5 separate regions of the Mus musculus genome follow, and all the other regions are linked to region 2. A link is a contact called in public Hi-C and HiChIP or PLAC-seq data. All regions are on one chromosome and are shown on one strand. The core of a region is the stretch at or near the end of the contact, and the rest is flanking DNA. Distances in the headings are between cores, read along the strand shown. Region 1 overlaps Gm33677 (predicted gene, 33677). Region 2 has its middle 19 kb from the start of Gm33481. Region 3 has its middle 43 kb from the start of Ifngas1. Region 4 has its middle 11 kb from the start of Gm33861. Region 5 has its middle 29 kb from the start of Gm33624.

Evidence for each region. A called contact is a pair of places that touch in the nucleus more often than the background predicts. HiChIP or PLAC-seq counts read pairs in DNA pulled down with a chosen protein or histone mark.
Region 1: a contact with region 2 is called in an H3K4me3 HiChIP or PLAC-seq map of bone marrow-derived macrophages, with 3 times the contacts expected there. The contact joins two enhancer-like sites. A contact is called at or near these places in 4 of 484 Hi-C or Micro-C datasets (Th1 cells, nephron progenitors, peritoneal macrophages and 1 more), 4 of 115 datasets of contacts at active chromatin or transcription factors (bone marrow-derived macrophages, extraembryonic endoderm stem cells, microglia and 1 more) and 1 of 9 other capture datasets (embryonic stem cells).
Region 3: an H3K4me3 HiChIP or PLAC-seq map of bone marrow-derived macrophages shows a contact between it and region 2, with 7 times the contacts expected there. The contact joins two enhancer-like sites. A contact is called at or near these places in 2 of 15 datasets of contacts at CTCF or cohesin (large pre-B cells and pro-B cells), 6 of 484 Hi-C or Micro-C datasets (CD4 T cells, Kupffer cells, cerebellar granule neurons and 3 more), 2 of 115 datasets of contacts at active chromatin or transcription factors (bone marrow-derived macrophages and extraembryonic endoderm stem cells) and 1 of 9 other capture datasets (embryonic stem cells).
Region 4: a contact with region 2 is called in a Hi-C map of uterus, with 3 times the contacts expected there. The contact joins two enhancer-like sites. A contact is called at or near these places in 2 of 15 datasets of contacts at CTCF or cohesin (large pre-B cells and pro-B cells), 6 of 484 Hi-C or Micro-C datasets (the HPC-7 cell line, Th1 cells, cardiomyocytes and 3 more), 4 of 115 datasets of contacts at active chromatin or transcription factors (embryonic stem cells, extraembryonic endoderm stem cells, fibro-adipogenic progenitors and 1 more) and 1 of 9 other capture datasets (embryonic stem cells).
Region 5: an H3K4me3 HiChIP or PLAC-seq map of pro-B cells shows a contact between it and region 2, with 2.7 times the contacts expected there. The contact joins two enhancer-like sites. A contact is called at or near these places in 2 of 15 datasets of contacts at CTCF or cohesin (large pre-B cells and pro-B cells), 5 of 484 Hi-C or Micro-C datasets (the 63-12 cell line, Th1 cells, embryonic stem cells and 2 more), 3 of 115 datasets of contacts at active chromatin or transcription factors (large pre-B cells, pancreatic cancer cells and pro-B cells) and 1 of 9 other capture datasets (embryonic stem cells).

Annotation. Positions count from the first base shown.
Region 1 is chr10:119,039,060-119,041,759 of GRCm38.p6, reverse strand. The region is part of intron 3 of Gm33677 (predicted gene, 33677); the gene reads left to right. Among named protein-coding and RNA genes, the nearest start is that of Gm33677, 10 kb to the left of the region's middle. Within about 2 kb of position 1,374, at least 40 of the 459 cell types and tissues checked have an H3K27ac peak or open chromatin away from gene starts, as enhancers often do. A contact at or near this core is called in bone marrow-derived macrophages, microglia and regulatory T cells, where this site is marked.
Region 2 is chr10:118,810,212-118,812,911 of GRCm38.p6, reverse strand. No RefSeq gene overlaps it. Among named protein-coding and RNA genes, the nearest start is that of Gm33481, 19 kb to the right of the region's middle. Within about 2 kb of position 1,356, at least 59 of the 459 cell types and tissues checked have an H3K27ac peak or open chromatin away from gene starts, as enhancers often do. A contact at or near this core is called in the 63-12 cell line, Kupffer cells, bone marrow-derived macrophages and 4 more, where this site is marked.
Region 3 is chr10:118,598,419-118,601,118 of GRCm38.p6, reverse strand. No RefSeq gene overlaps it. Among named protein-coding and RNA genes, the nearest start is that of Ifngas1, 43 kb to the right of the region's middle. Within about 2 kb of position 1,283, at least 46 of the 459 cell types and tissues checked have an H3K27ac peak or open chromatin away from gene starts, as enhancers often do. A contact at or near this core is called in Kupffer cells, bone marrow-derived macrophages and pro-B cells, where this site is marked.
Region 4 is chr10:119,064,212-119,066,996 of GRCm38.p6, reverse strand. No RefSeq gene overlaps it. Among named protein-coding and RNA genes, the nearest start is that of Gm33861, 11 kb to the left of the region's middle. Within about 2 kb of position 1,421, at least 142 of the 459 cell types and tissues checked have an H3K27ac peak or open chromatin away from gene starts, as enhancers often do. A contact at or near this core is called in uterus, where this site is marked.
Region 5 is chr10:118,977,040-118,979,845 of GRCm38.p6, reverse strand. No RefSeq gene overlaps it. Among named protein-coding and RNA genes, the nearest start is that of Gm33624, 29 kb to the left of the region's middle. Within about 2 kb of position 1,460, at least 36 of the 459 cell types and tissues checked have an H3K27ac peak or open chromatin away from gene starts, as enhancers often do. A contact at or near this core is called in the 63-12 cell line and pro-B cells, where this site is marked.

The sequences.
Region 1 (2,700 bases), core at 125-2,624, 230 kb before region 2:
GATATTGGGAAATCAGGGTTCCCCCTTGGGGTTCTTAGTTTCAATGAAAGAATTGAACGAAGCTCAAGGCTAGTGTTATTAGTGTTTTTTAAAAAGCCCCAGGGTGGGCAGCTGTAAATCCCAGCAGCTGCCTGGAGAATGTCGGTGAAAAGGAGGTGGGGGTGGGCAAGGCCTGACATTTGAGTGGGAGGGGGCTTTAGAAAGAGCATGGAAGTCCAAAGTACCATGGTGTGTGTGTGTGTGTGTGTGTGTGTGTGTGTGTGTGTGTGTGTGTTTGCATGTGTGCTCACACACCTATACACAGCATGTACACAGACATAGGCACACTTAAGGCAGTGGCTCTCAATCTATGGGTTGAAATCCCTTGGGGGGGGGAGTGTCTAACAACCCTTTCACAGGGGTCACATGTCAGATATGCTGCATTTCAGATGTGTAGTACAACCACGTTATGCTTATCCCCAACTAGCTCACAAATAAATGAGACTCCGACTATGGTTATTTTACTTGGCGTTGATAATTACTGGGGGTCACCCTTAATCTACTCTTTTGACTGCTGGCCTGGCTACCTTCCCAGGGGTATAACCCCAGATACTTGCTGTTTCTCCTGGCCACATGCTCACGGTCCATCTCTTCTCTTGGAGGCTTCCTCTTCTCCCCTCATCCCTCCTCCTTCTCCTCCTGGTCCCCACCCCCTCCTTCTCCACTGCCAACCAGGTTACTCAAAACCCATCTACCTTGAATCCCTCCAGTAATTGGATTCAACCAATTTTATTTAACCAGTAGTTTTAAATCAAAGAATAAGGTTTGCACAACAAAAGCTTGTCAACTCTAGGGTCCAGACATTTGGGCACAGAATTTAGCATTACAATACATAACAACAGACCAAACTCAACACTGATATTACATTACGATTCATAACAGTAGCAAAATTACAGTTATGAAGTAGCAAGGAAAATCATTTTTATGGTCGGGGTGAGGGGTCCCCACAGCATGAGGAACTGTATTAAAGGGTTGCAGCATTAGGGAGGGTGAGGACCAGTGGCTGAGGAGTTAGCATCTAGAAGAAAGAGACAAAAGAAAGGAAAAGTTGCCCTTTCCTGAGGCAAAGAAGAAGGGCTGGGCTGAAAGTAGAATGGGTATCTGAACCATTCTCCCAGCTTCCCTCTCTCCCATGGTGATCCTAGGAAAATATTCCTCACAGTGATTCTGGGACCCACAGACATTTTGTGTCTGCCTCTCTGAATCATTTTCCCACCAGACACACCTAGAGCTGGAAAGAAGAGCAGCCTGGCGTGGGTCTGTTGGAGTGGTATTGTTAAGACTGTCTGTGTCAGCAAGGGCTGAGGTCAGAGCATATGTCACGTGTCCCTGAGGCTCACTCCGACACAACTGGGACAATGGTGAGACAACAGTGCCTAATCCAGCTGGAGAGTTGCTGAACACCCCGCAGCTGAGGGCCCCACTGCTTTCTAGCAGTAACTAGGGCTCTTTTATCAACCCCCAAGTCATGATTTCCCTCAATATACTAAATGTTTTAAAAAGAAGAAAGCCATTTTTAAAGGGCTGACACTCACAAACAGTCAAAAGCTGAAGTGGTACTCTTCCCCTCACAACACATTTTAAAGTTTTAGAAAAATCTAGAAAGGAAGTAGCCAGACTAAGGCACTTTCTTTATTTCTAAATCTTTTTTGTTTTGTTTTGTTTGTTTGTTTTTTCTGGATCTTAAAAAAAAAATGTATATGTGATCTTCAGGAAGGAAGGGGAAGATATTTATAGGCTGTTCCTGACTTCCTGTTTCTAAAGATAGTCTGCTAGTATCTACAATTTCTGTTCAGAACGTTGGCTCTACTTGCATGACAAAGGACGCAGTGTTCAGAGACCTCCCTTCCTCCCCACATCTTAGGCATTTGCTGCCATACTTATGAGGACCTTTGGAGTCCTGATTTAGGTGACTTATAAACCCCTCCCTCAGGGTGGGGGAGTAGGTTTACCATTGCCGAATCTCTTCTAGAGAGCCTCACTGCCTCAAGCAAAGACTGAACCTAAGGGTCTGTCCGGGTCCATCCATTCCTTGCTGGTGCTTGGAGTGCTTGTGAAAAGACGCCTGTCACATTTAAACTGACTTTAATATTATTTAAAGAAAAATGATTACCTACTGAGTTCAAAGCCATAGTTCAGACAGGAAAGGGGGTGGGCAGGTGGGTGTTTTTAGTGTTTCTTGAATGTATCAAAACTTCTTCAAAATCCTACAATGTGCCAATTCATTTGAGACTTCTTACCATTTGTTTCAAACAGGTAAGACTTTGTTGCCTCGAGTCTTCCAGAAGCAGAAGGCCCCTGGAGTCTTGGTTTATTTGGTAGGTCAGCCAGATGCTAATACTGGGGACCCTGCCCTATGTGTCCTTTGATTTAGCCCACAGATATATCTCTACCAAGATCAAGAATTGCTGACGACTACTGTAACAAAAAGGAGCAGCCATTGCCTGGGCTCACCTCTGAAGAGCTTAGAGGCACCGGCTGCCAGCAATGAGTGCTTGCAAGAGGGAGGGACTGCGCTCCTGGAAGGGGCGCCCGCCCAACCAGATGTGGGACTTGTGTCTGAGACCTGAGATGGGGAGGGGAGATAGGAGGACAGGACTAGATTGCTATGCAGGGAACACCTGCAGGCAGAGAGGACAAGGCCATGGAGGTACACAGAGA
Region 2 (2,700 bases), core at 107-2,606:
GGATACTTAGTGGGGCTTTTGTTTGATATATATGTGTGTATAGCTATATACATATATGTATATATATATTCATATATAAATGTATATGCATATACGTATATGTGTATACACATATGTACATATGGCATATACATATATGCTCTCGAGATGCACGTTCTCTTGGGAGCATGGCATGTCACACTGACCCTTCATCTCGGCACACCCCAAAGGCCTATTTTCATCTCCCCGGAACCAAAGCTTCTGAATTTTTCCAGAGGCTTCCAGTCTGTTTCTTTTTAGCCACTAGTCCCGATGAAGCAAAGTCCTGAAGGGAGTCCCAGCTGTGTGCTCCAGCCCCTGTGTCTATTTTTAGGAATTCTCTGGCATCTGTGCCCCAGCTTCTCAACCTCGCAGGATGCTCAGATGCCCAGCTGAAAGAGCTGCTCTCTGTAGTCCTCCCCTGCCCAGACTCTGCCTCTAGGCCTCTTGCCTTGGAACCTCACTACTTTCAAACTGGTGAATTCCGCTTTTCATTTGATTCTCTTCTCTCTCTCTCTCTCTCTCTCTCTCCCTCCCCCCCCCCTCTCTCTCTCCTGAACAGGAGTTGGATCCTATCACAATAGTCCACACTATAAAAATATGAAATACAGATTCGTATTTTTATTTAGAAGTGTATTAAATTAAAAGGAAGAATCCTACTGGACTGCTCTTGGCAGAACGAGCAGTCGGCTGGCTGACCAGTCTATCAAGTCTTGAGCAGACAAGTGTGGAGGCTGAGAAGGAAGCCAGCACTTCCACAATTTGTGATGAAACTTTCCTGACACTCCGTATCTTAACAGCTCAGGGTTTTGATTTCTCTGGTAGTGGCGCTTTCTCTTCATCTGCACACAGGATTCTCTCCAGCGCTTTAGATGTCTGAAACAAAAGATAGCCTCTGTTTGTTTTGGCTCATTTGAAAAGAGGTGCCAGGTGAGTCTCTTCCAGACCCACAAGATGCTGTGCGTATGCTTGAAAAATCAAGACACCATTCCCACAGGGCCATATTGTCCCCAAAACAACTGTGATGCTCTCCCTAGAGACCCAATCTTGAAGGCAAATGCTGCTTGCCTTCCCTGTAATTTCTTCTGTGGTTCCCACCATGCTTGGGTCTGACAGACACAGCTTTATGTAAACAGCAATGCCTTTGGAATGAAATTCAATGCCACTGGTTAACAGCACCCTAGGATCAAGGCTGGGCGTCCCTGGAAAACGTTCACAGAGTCCAGTGCTATTATTCTCTCTCAAGCTTATTCTGCGCTGACCACGCCAAGTGATGGAGGAGAGTGTATTCGAAGCAGAGCCGAGGGATGAGTGAGAAGAGAGGCTGGAAGGAAGTCCTGGGGAAGGATGGACTGTGTCTCCTACCAGCTGTCTCCCAGCTGATGAAATTCCTTCCTGTTGTCCGACGGACCGCAGGAACCTTAGAAAATCCGAGTGATCATCCCCTTGGGAGAAAAAAAAATGAATAAATAATGAAATGAAATTCCCCTTTAAAGTAGGGTCAGAAGAAATGAGTGCTGTTGAGATGGGAGTCAACAGCCTGAGATAACCTCTGTTAATAGAGGATGTGATGACTCCGAAGATAAACAAGAGGGAGTGTCAGTGAAGCTGTAAGGAAAACAGATGAAGGGAAACTGGGGTGGGGGTGGGGGTGGGGGACAGCACAGGATCACAGGAGGAAGTAGTGACTTGGGGACCAGCCAGGGGAAATTATAGAGGGAGGAGGGGAACTTAGAAAAACACAACCAAACCAGAATAATGCAATGGCTGGGGTGGGGGAGGGGCAGTGCACGATAGAAAACTTTCCCCTGCGCGAAGGGGCTTGTACCAAAAATAACACCCCATTCAATGCTGGGAAATACTCCTCTGGGGGTTCTCACTCAAGGCAAGGAGGAGAAATAGCCACTCAGAACAGAGAAGGCCCCCAAAGGTAGAGCGAGTTGCTCAAAGCTTGGTCTCCCGCTCCCTCCACCCTTCAGGTTCTGTAGCCTGGCACATCCCTTCCTGTTTTCATGGTTTTCTTGACACTGGTTTCCTTTTTTTTTTTTTTTTTCCATAGAACTTGATCATTTTTTCACTTCTGAAATTCTCTTGTACATGAATGTACGTTTTTGTGTGCTCATGAGTGTGAGTGTATGTATGTGTCTGCTGTGTGTGTGTGTGGTATGTGTCTGCTGTGTGTGTGTGTGGTATGTGTCTGCTGTGTGTGTGTGTGGTATGTGTCTGCTCTGTGTGTGTGTGTGTGTTTGGTGTGTGTATGTAGTATGTATATGGTGTGTGTGGTGTGTGTATATGGGGTATGAGTGTATGTGTGTATACCTGAGCATATGGGATGTGTGTGTAGTGTGTATTGTATGTGTGTGTATAGTGTATATGTGGTGTGTATATAGGATGTGTGTGATATGTGTGTGTATATATGTGTATATGGGATGTGTGTGGTATATATAGTGTGTGATATGTGTATATTTGTATGGTGTGTATGTGTGTGTGTGTGTGGTGTGTATATAGGGTGTGTGTGTGTGTGTGTGTGTGTGTGTGTGTGTGAAGCTGTCTTCAGCTGCCACTCCTCAGATGCCTTCGACTTTGTTAGGTGTGACAAGGTCAGCTCCTTGACTTGGGGCTCTTGGCTTAGGCTATGCTGGCTGGCCCGCAAGTCTCCAGGATCTATGTCTTTCCAAGTCC
Region 3 (2,700 bases), core at 34-2,533, 210 kb after region 2:
ATTCTCAGCTCACAGCAGCCAGGTGACTCACAACCATCTGTAACCCCAGCTGCAGGAGATCCAGCCGCTCCAGCCTCTAAAGGCACCTGCACTCACATACGCAAATACAGATCCACATACGCACATGCACACATTGAAATAATTTTTTAAAAAATCAATATTTTAAAAATCACCTATTGTTTAACAATCAGTACTATTACATTGAGTAGGATGGGTAATTGTCACAACTGTAGATAAAAAAAATGCTGCTCTTGAGGGTTCAAAGGCTCAGAACTTACACAAGCATGGGAGGGAATTCAAATCTGCAGGCTCAAACCCAGTGGCTCCCAGTCTTCCTAATGCTGCGACCCTTTAATACAGTTCCTCATGTTGTGGTGACCCCCAGCCGTAAAATCACTTTTGTTGCTATTTCATAACTGTAATCTTTGCTACTGTTATGTAGCATAGTGTAAGCATCCGTGTGTCCCCATAGTCTTATGTGATCCCTGTGAATACGTCCTTCGACCTTCAAAGGGGTTGAGCCTCACAAGCTAAGAACCACTGCTCTAAATAAAGCCCTCTGACGATTCCTCAAAAATGTTAAAGACTGGAGTTCTTTGACACTCAGCAATTCCACAACTGCATACACATCCAAGAAGCCTGAAAACATGTCTACAGAAAACGTGTTCACTAATGTTGCACCATTATATCCTCCAAACTGAAACACTCCTTCCTTTAGAGGAAAGAAAAGCTGGCCAGACTCAAGTAGGTCAAAAAGGATGGGATGAGGAGGGCAGGGTGGAGTTTTGAACACATACACAGGAAGGAAACCCCAAAGATGCAGCTTTTCAGGGTCAGAACGTCTCGTGGTGCAGTGAGCTCCCAGTGGAACCTTTGCCTGTGTCTTCCATGTTCCTGTCGGTGTCCCCAATAAGCTTGTCATTTTTCTAAGTGAGATTCGGACGGGACAATTTCTTTAGCTGTCATCATGGGTGAATAGACATTTGTTGACATCCCCCCCCTCCAGGAAATAGAAAATATTCACAGAAGCATTATTTTAATAGTCTCCGAGTAGATCCAACCCAAATGTCCATCAACTGAAACGTGAACAAACAAAATACAGTCTATCGATACAACTGGGGGTTGGGGGGGGGGGTGGGCAGGGGATTTACTCGGTCATAAGTCAGAATGAGTCTTGAAAATGCTATGCTAAGTTAAAGGATCCAGACACAAGGTCAGGTAATGTAGGAGCCTTTTGTATCGGCTCTCTGTAACAGGCAAAAGACAAAAATAAATGAAACAGAAAGTAGATTTGCGGTTGCCAGAGGCTGAGAAAGGAAGGAAATGGTCACTGGCCCCACATGTATGTGGGGTTTCTTTCTGAGATTATAACAATATTCTTGGATAGTGGTTTTGGCACACAAGTTTGCGAAAATATTAAAAATAACTAATATGCAGATTCAAAATGTAAATTTATGGGGCATAGGTCATGTTTCAGTAAAAAAAAAACAAAAAACTGGGAAAAAAATCAGTACCCACTTCAACAAATTATATCAGGTCAGCTTGAGCTTCAGTTTTACAACGCTTCCTTTAGCTCCCTGGGCATTGGGCTATGCTCTTCTCATCTGGAGAGAGATTAGAATAACACTCGCCACCCACATCTGTGACAAGGCCTGAGTGTATTTTTGAAATGTCTGTTTTCAAGCAAGAGGTGATATAGAGATACAAGGTATGATGATGACGATAACAATGACAATGATGATGTTGATGATAAAGGTAACACTGTGTACCACAAGGCTTTACTCAAGTACAGATGTGGCAGTTGAATCTCAGGCACGTGCCCAGGTATTCATTGCTCACTCTCCCGGAGTGGCTCATTTACTCCATCATTCTCTGTGTTCATCATCCTCAGAAGCAAAGCCTGAAAAAGACTCAAACACATGCACTCAGGCACATAGACACACATAGGAACATGCATGCACAAATACATGCACAAATACTTGCACACACACACAAGCACAACTTATAGTAATTTACTACATTATATAGTTGTCTAGGGAAAATAGGTGCATTTGTGTGCACACTTGGACATGCGTGCATGTGTGTCTACATATGTGAATATATGTATGTATGTATGTATGTATATGTATGTATGTATGTATAGTGGGGTAGTGAGTGTTCCTGTTTTACTGGAGAAAAACCTTCAACTTTCTACCTACTTTTCCATGTGTAAACTCAGTATAACCTCCCTGAGATCTCACTATAAAAATTAATAACCCAAGTTAGGACACAATTCGCTCCTACACAAGGACGTTCCTAAAGAGCAGATGGAAGCCAGCATCTCCCCGGGGGCCTATCACTGAGGTAATGAGCAGAGTGAGAGCAGTGGAGTGAGCATCCCACCTCACAGGCAGTACCTGCCCCTGTGGGGGCCACGCTTCAGGAAACAGGGGGGATAAAGACAGCTCACACAGCCCCCACACCAAGTCATACAGTGTGTGTGTGTGTGTGTGTGTGTAGGGGTGGTATGTGTGTGTGCACAGGGTGGGTGTCTATATGTATGTGTGTGTATGTGTGCCCTCCTCTGTGTGTGTGTGTGTGTGTGTGTGTGTATGTGTGTGTGTGTGTGTGTGTGTGTGTGTGTGCCTGCCACCACTGCCAGCTCCCAAGTCGTCCTTGAAGAGGAGTTTCTACTGTTGCACCGTCACCTGCTTTATTACA
Region 4 (2,785 bases), core at 172-2,671, 250 kb before region 2:
ATACTAGCCCAAAACCTAGGATACCCACGATATAAGATACAATTTCCTAAACACATGAAACTCAAGAAAAATGAAGACTGAAGTGTGGACACTATGCCCCTCCTTAGAAGTGGGAACAAAACACCCATGGAAGGAGTTACAGAAACAAAGTTTGGAGCTGAGATGAAAGGATGGACCATGTAGAGACTGCCATAGCCAGGGATCCACCCCATAATCAGCATCCAAACGCTGACACCATTGCATATACTAGCAAGATTTTATCGAAAGGACCCAGATGTAGCTGTCTCTTGTGAGACTATGCCGGGGCCTAGCAAACACAGAAGTGGATGCTCACAGTCAGCTAATGGATGGATCACAGGGCTCCCAATGGAGGAGCTAGAGAAAGTACCCAAGGAGCTAAAGGGATCTTCAACCCTATAGGTGGAACAACATTATGAACTAACCAGTACCCCTGAGCTCTTGACTCTAGCTGCATATGTATCAAAAGATGGCCTAGTCGGCCATCACTGGAAAGAGAGGCCCATTGGACACGCAGACTTTGTGTGCCCCGGTACAGGGGAACGCCAGGGCCAAAGGGGGGGAGTGGGTGGGTAGGGGAGTGGGGGTGGGTGGGTAAGGGGGACTTTTGGTATAGCATTGGAAATGTAAATGAGCTAAATACCTAATAAAAAATGGAAAAAAAAAAAAAACAAAAAAAAAAAACAAAAAAAAACAAAAAAAAAAAAAAAAAAAAAAAAAAAAAAAAAAAGAAGCACTCTGCAAAGGGACAAAGCAGGAAGCCGCTGAGGCTGAGAAGGACGGACCAGGACAGCGCCCTCTAGTGGGACGTGGCTTCTAGATTAATAGGCCTGGCAGCAAGCTCGCTTTTGCTGGTTTTTAAAGCAGCAAAGGGTAATTTTCCCACGTGGATTTATGTTTGAAGATATCCCTAGAAGGTTTAAGCACAATTTCTGGTTGCTTTTAACAACTGGTAATCTCAACTCGGTATGCAATTCAAATGACGGCATTTTCTTTTTTTCAGAGAGCCAGATTAACTGAGCACTATATTCCAAATAGGCGTGTTGTAAAAGTAGTTTTTGCATTTTGGAGTAAAGTGTTTTAAAATATGCTTTTGTAATTAGATTATATTTAAAAAAACAAAACAAAACAAAAAACCTTATCTTTCCCACCTGGGCAGGGTTTAAACAAAGCCCAGGCAGTTTAAGGCTATTTTTAGTTCTGATTACTTATTCAGCTAAAATAATCCCAGGTTCAGCGGTTTATCTGGAGGAGGCACGACAGCTGGGCTCTCCCAGGCAGCCTCAGGTCAAAGCCTACGTCTTTATCAGGATCACGTGCTCTCCGCCTCCCCCGAGGACGGGAGGGAGAGCATACGAGGTGGCATGCTCTGTGACGCTAGTGTCGGTTTCACCAGCCTGGAGCCAGCAAAGTGGAGGAGAAACTGCTGATTCAGGGGCCTTCGATATGGCTGAGCTCACAGCAGGGAAAATAGGTCACTAATGACACGTGGCAAGAAGCCAAAAAAAAAAAAAAAAACCCAAAACAAAACAAAAAAACCCAGTGGCCAGGAGTTCTGAGAGGTCTGCCAAGGTCTGCCATGGGCAGGATCCATTGTCCTTGAATTCCAGAAAGAAAGCAGCGTGCTTTAATTTACTTAAAGTAGTCACAGGGCCACGGGACTCACGGGCTAAGACCATGATCTGGTCCCCCGTACACCGCGATGGCCCCAGAGTCCCTTCGCTTTGAGTTCTCAAGCTGAGACTATTGCTTGTTTTCCTCCGAGGCAGCAGGGGCAAAAGTGGCAATCTTAGCCTCCGTGCTTTCTTGTCCACTGAAGGGGTTCGCATCAGCGTGGCCTGAACCACGGCTGATCTTCGAGAAGCATCTCTCTGGTTCTAGGCAGAGGGTGTCCGGTGTGGTCCTTACGTGCTAAGACAGTGTTTTACTTTATCTTGGGGAGTGTCTCTCTGGACTGATGTGCCCTGGCTATGTTACTAGTTCTGTAGAAGAAGGAGGAGACGGAGAGAGAGGTTGGGAGTGTGTGGTGTAGACCCGGAGGTTCTTTCTCTCCCTTATCCCAGCCAACACCCCTGGAAGGATGCTAAATCAATTTTGTAGGAACAGCTCCAATACAGCAGGGTTGTCAGAGGAGCCCAAGGAAGCTCTTATCAGATGAGTTTCCAGGTCATGGTGCCATTGTTGGCAGAGGGACCACAGTTCAAGACACCCTGATCTAGGGTAGTCTTGGCCCTACCCACCTCATGAATAATTTCCACAATGCCTAGAACTTGCTCCACGGGTCAGTAATCACTTTAGAGTAAGACACATCTTGTTCATCTTTAATTTCCAGGCTCCATCAGTGCCCAGCACAGAGACAGAACGCAGAGCGCAGCGGTGGATCGCATTAGCCAGTGACTAAACCCTCTCGTGTGATAGTCTATCAGCAAATAAGATGGGTCGCAGAGCTGCTCTTCTCTAGGGCAGGGATTAGCCCACGTGGGATATTGATTTCCTTGACGGCCACTGATGAAATTGCTAAAATTAACATTAGAAATGACAGCGTGTCGAGATAAAAAGCTGGGTGGTATGATGTCATCAGAAGTGCCGGGGTTGAGGAAGAAGTCAGGCTGATTTTGGGAAAAATAAGCCTATCAAGTGGAGGGGAAGTGTACATACTATTTGTGATAAGGGACACCCTTTGTGAGTAGAGCATAATTAACACAGAGACCTGGGTGGGGGCATCGAGACATGGCTACATAGGTAGACAGGCAAACACAGGGATCTC
Region 5 (2,806 bases), core at 211-2,710, 170 kb before region 2:
TGCTTGCTTTATTCTCTTTACTTCTGAGCCCACCAACCTTTTGCTCTCTGCTGAGACCAGTCTCAAGGACCCATGTGCTTTAACCATTCCTGATATTCAGCCTGAGTTTCACCCCCACGTGGAGCCCCAACACCACAGAAATGTTTCCTTCTCCCCAGAGGCTTGGGAGAACTTCTATTGCTTCGAAGAGCACAGAGCTAGTCTTTCTCCTACCCCTAGTGGAGACTTGGCTACCTGCCTGTCGCAGCAGGAGTGCTCGTCTCTCTTCAGCGCATGCGCAAGGGTCTCCTGCTTGCGCAGCCCCAGGTGTGACCCAAAGCCAGCGCAGAAGGAGCCCAGCTGTGTCTCAGCTTTCCAGGCCCCAGGGAGGGGTCACGGCTTCCGACTTCCGACTTTGGCAGCTGAGCCTTGTTGAAGGTCTGCTTCTTTGCTGTAGCCTCTTCCCAAGCCAGCTGTCATGGTCCTGAGGTCAGGAAGAAGCGACCTCTCATTGTGCTGCGAGAGGTGGCCCCTTGCTGAAGAAGGCTGTTCTGGTCTCCAGCATGGTCCCCTGTGACTTAGTACTTAGTGGGACTGAGGCTGCAGTTCTTGGCTTTTGCTGGGTCTTTTCTGTCTTAGAGCCTTCACACACAGGGGACATTCAGAACACGGGACATTCAGAACACTGGGGACATTCAGAACACATCAGAGGAGTTGAGAAGGTGGGGCAAAGGAGCAGCTTCCATTCTCATCTGCAAAATGGGGACAGTGACAGTCTCAACTGAGATGAGATGAGAACTGGAAACAGGACATGAAATAAATAATCCTTGTCACATAAGCTTTCAGTATAATTTCTTTCTTTCTTTCTTCTTCTTCTTCTTCTTCTTCTTCTTCTTCTTCTTCTTCTTCTTCTTCTTCTTCTTCTTCTTCTTCTTCTTTTCCTTCTCCTTCTCCTTCTTCTTCTTTTCTCCTTCCTTCCTTCCTTCCTTCCTTCCTTCCTTCCTTCCTTCCTTCCTTCCTTCCTTCCTTCCTTTCTTTCTTTCTTTCTTTCTTTCTTTCTTTCTTTCTTTCTTTCTTTCTTTTTCTGAGCTCAGTTTGGTAGGATCATCACAAAACAAGCCCGGGTAATAACAGGACTCCAGAGAGTAAGTTCTGACCTCCAGAGTCCTGACCCCAAATCTTTCCAGCTTCTGACACAAGCAAGATGTTGAACCTTTCTGTCTCCAGGTTTTCCTCTGAGCCCTCTCCTGGGAAGCTGTAAGAGCTGAGATAACACAGTTCAGGGCTAAGGGCAACACTTGGCAATAAGGAAGTAGCAGCCACTAGTTGAGGAGCTGTAGAAGGACCGAGAAGGGAGGTGCATGGGCTAGATCCCCGTCAAGAAAGCTTCCTGAGGGAGCAGCCATCCAAGCAAGGCAAGCACACGTGCGCCAGACAGCACCAGGTGCACAGGCTGTGGATGCCTGTGAGACAGAACAGCAAAGACAACGCCCAAGGCAGTAAAAGCCCTTCGAACCGGAAATGCCTAAAGGGGGCTCAGACAGTGAATGTGGAGAGTTTTCTGGGTCCCACCACAGCCAGCAAAGAAGCTGCAACTCTTGATAACTTGGCTGGTTCTACATCAGTGAATCTGAAGGTCGCGCTCTTAGCAGCCTTCATAGTAGGAAACTCAGACCCCATGCACGCTGTGTGCTGTCCTCTGATGCTAATGCGTCCCACCAATTCCGAGGCGTACAGTTGTATCTTTCCTCTAGTCTTTGGGTCAGAGTGCACCTCCCAATTCCAGCCCACCTTGCTGAAGGTCAGGTATCCGAGGCTCCAGGGCCTAACACTTATAGCTTTGGATTCTCAGGTTAAGGATTTGAATAAGACAGAATTTGCAAATTCTTAGGAGGATGCTGTGTGAGCAGCTTGTAGCTCAAGTTCCCTGGGGCTGTGCGATCTCTGCCTGACTGTGCTCACTTCTCATTTCTGCCTGCCCTGAACTGCAAATGCATCATAATCTAACTCCGTGTAGGTGCTTTCTATAAGAGTTCACTGGAGGACATTCAAAGTCTCCTAATGCTAACACCGAGCTTTCCAGTCAGGAACACCTCAAATGTTACAGAAAACAAAATTTGATTCCATCTGTGGATGATCTGTTTAATATCTTCTCATTTCTAAGAAGAAAAAAACCAACCAAACAAACCCAAAGGTTAAAATGATGTTACATGTGGTCTCACACATGTGATGCAGGCAGAGTTCTGAGAATAGAAGGCAGTTTCTGTGTGCCAGACACAAAGGGTTAAATAGAGAACTTGGGGTTTCAGTGACACTGTGGGATGCAGAGAGGGGGACAAGGATGCCTGTGCTGGAGGTCACAGTTTCAATCAATGATGGTTTAAGTGAGTAGGCTCATCTTGGTGGCTTGCCTGGTTGCTGCTCCACTTTTCAGGAGGCTTAGAGAAACCTCATCTGCTGGGCCAAAGCAGGCAGCTCTGGAAAGTTCTCTGGAAGCTACAGAAAATCTCTGCCCTGTCCCTAACATCTGCCTGCAACCGCCTCTGGAAATAGCAACTACTTCCCCTTGCGTCCTGACTTGCAAAGCCACACCAATTCCTCTTGAAGGCAAACTCTAACCTGGATCAGCTGGAAAGGAAACATGAGTCTCTCAGCCTTAGGGTCTCACGAGCGTTGGGCTCGTACCCTAAGGTACTTGGCGGTTTTCATCCTTTAGCAAAGTCTCTGGGGTCGGGTGCACCTTCCACTTGATTTTGTTACCATCCCTGGTTACCTGGATGAAGGCAGGATCTCCCAGAGGTTGTCTTTGCTTTGGTTGGCTATCCAA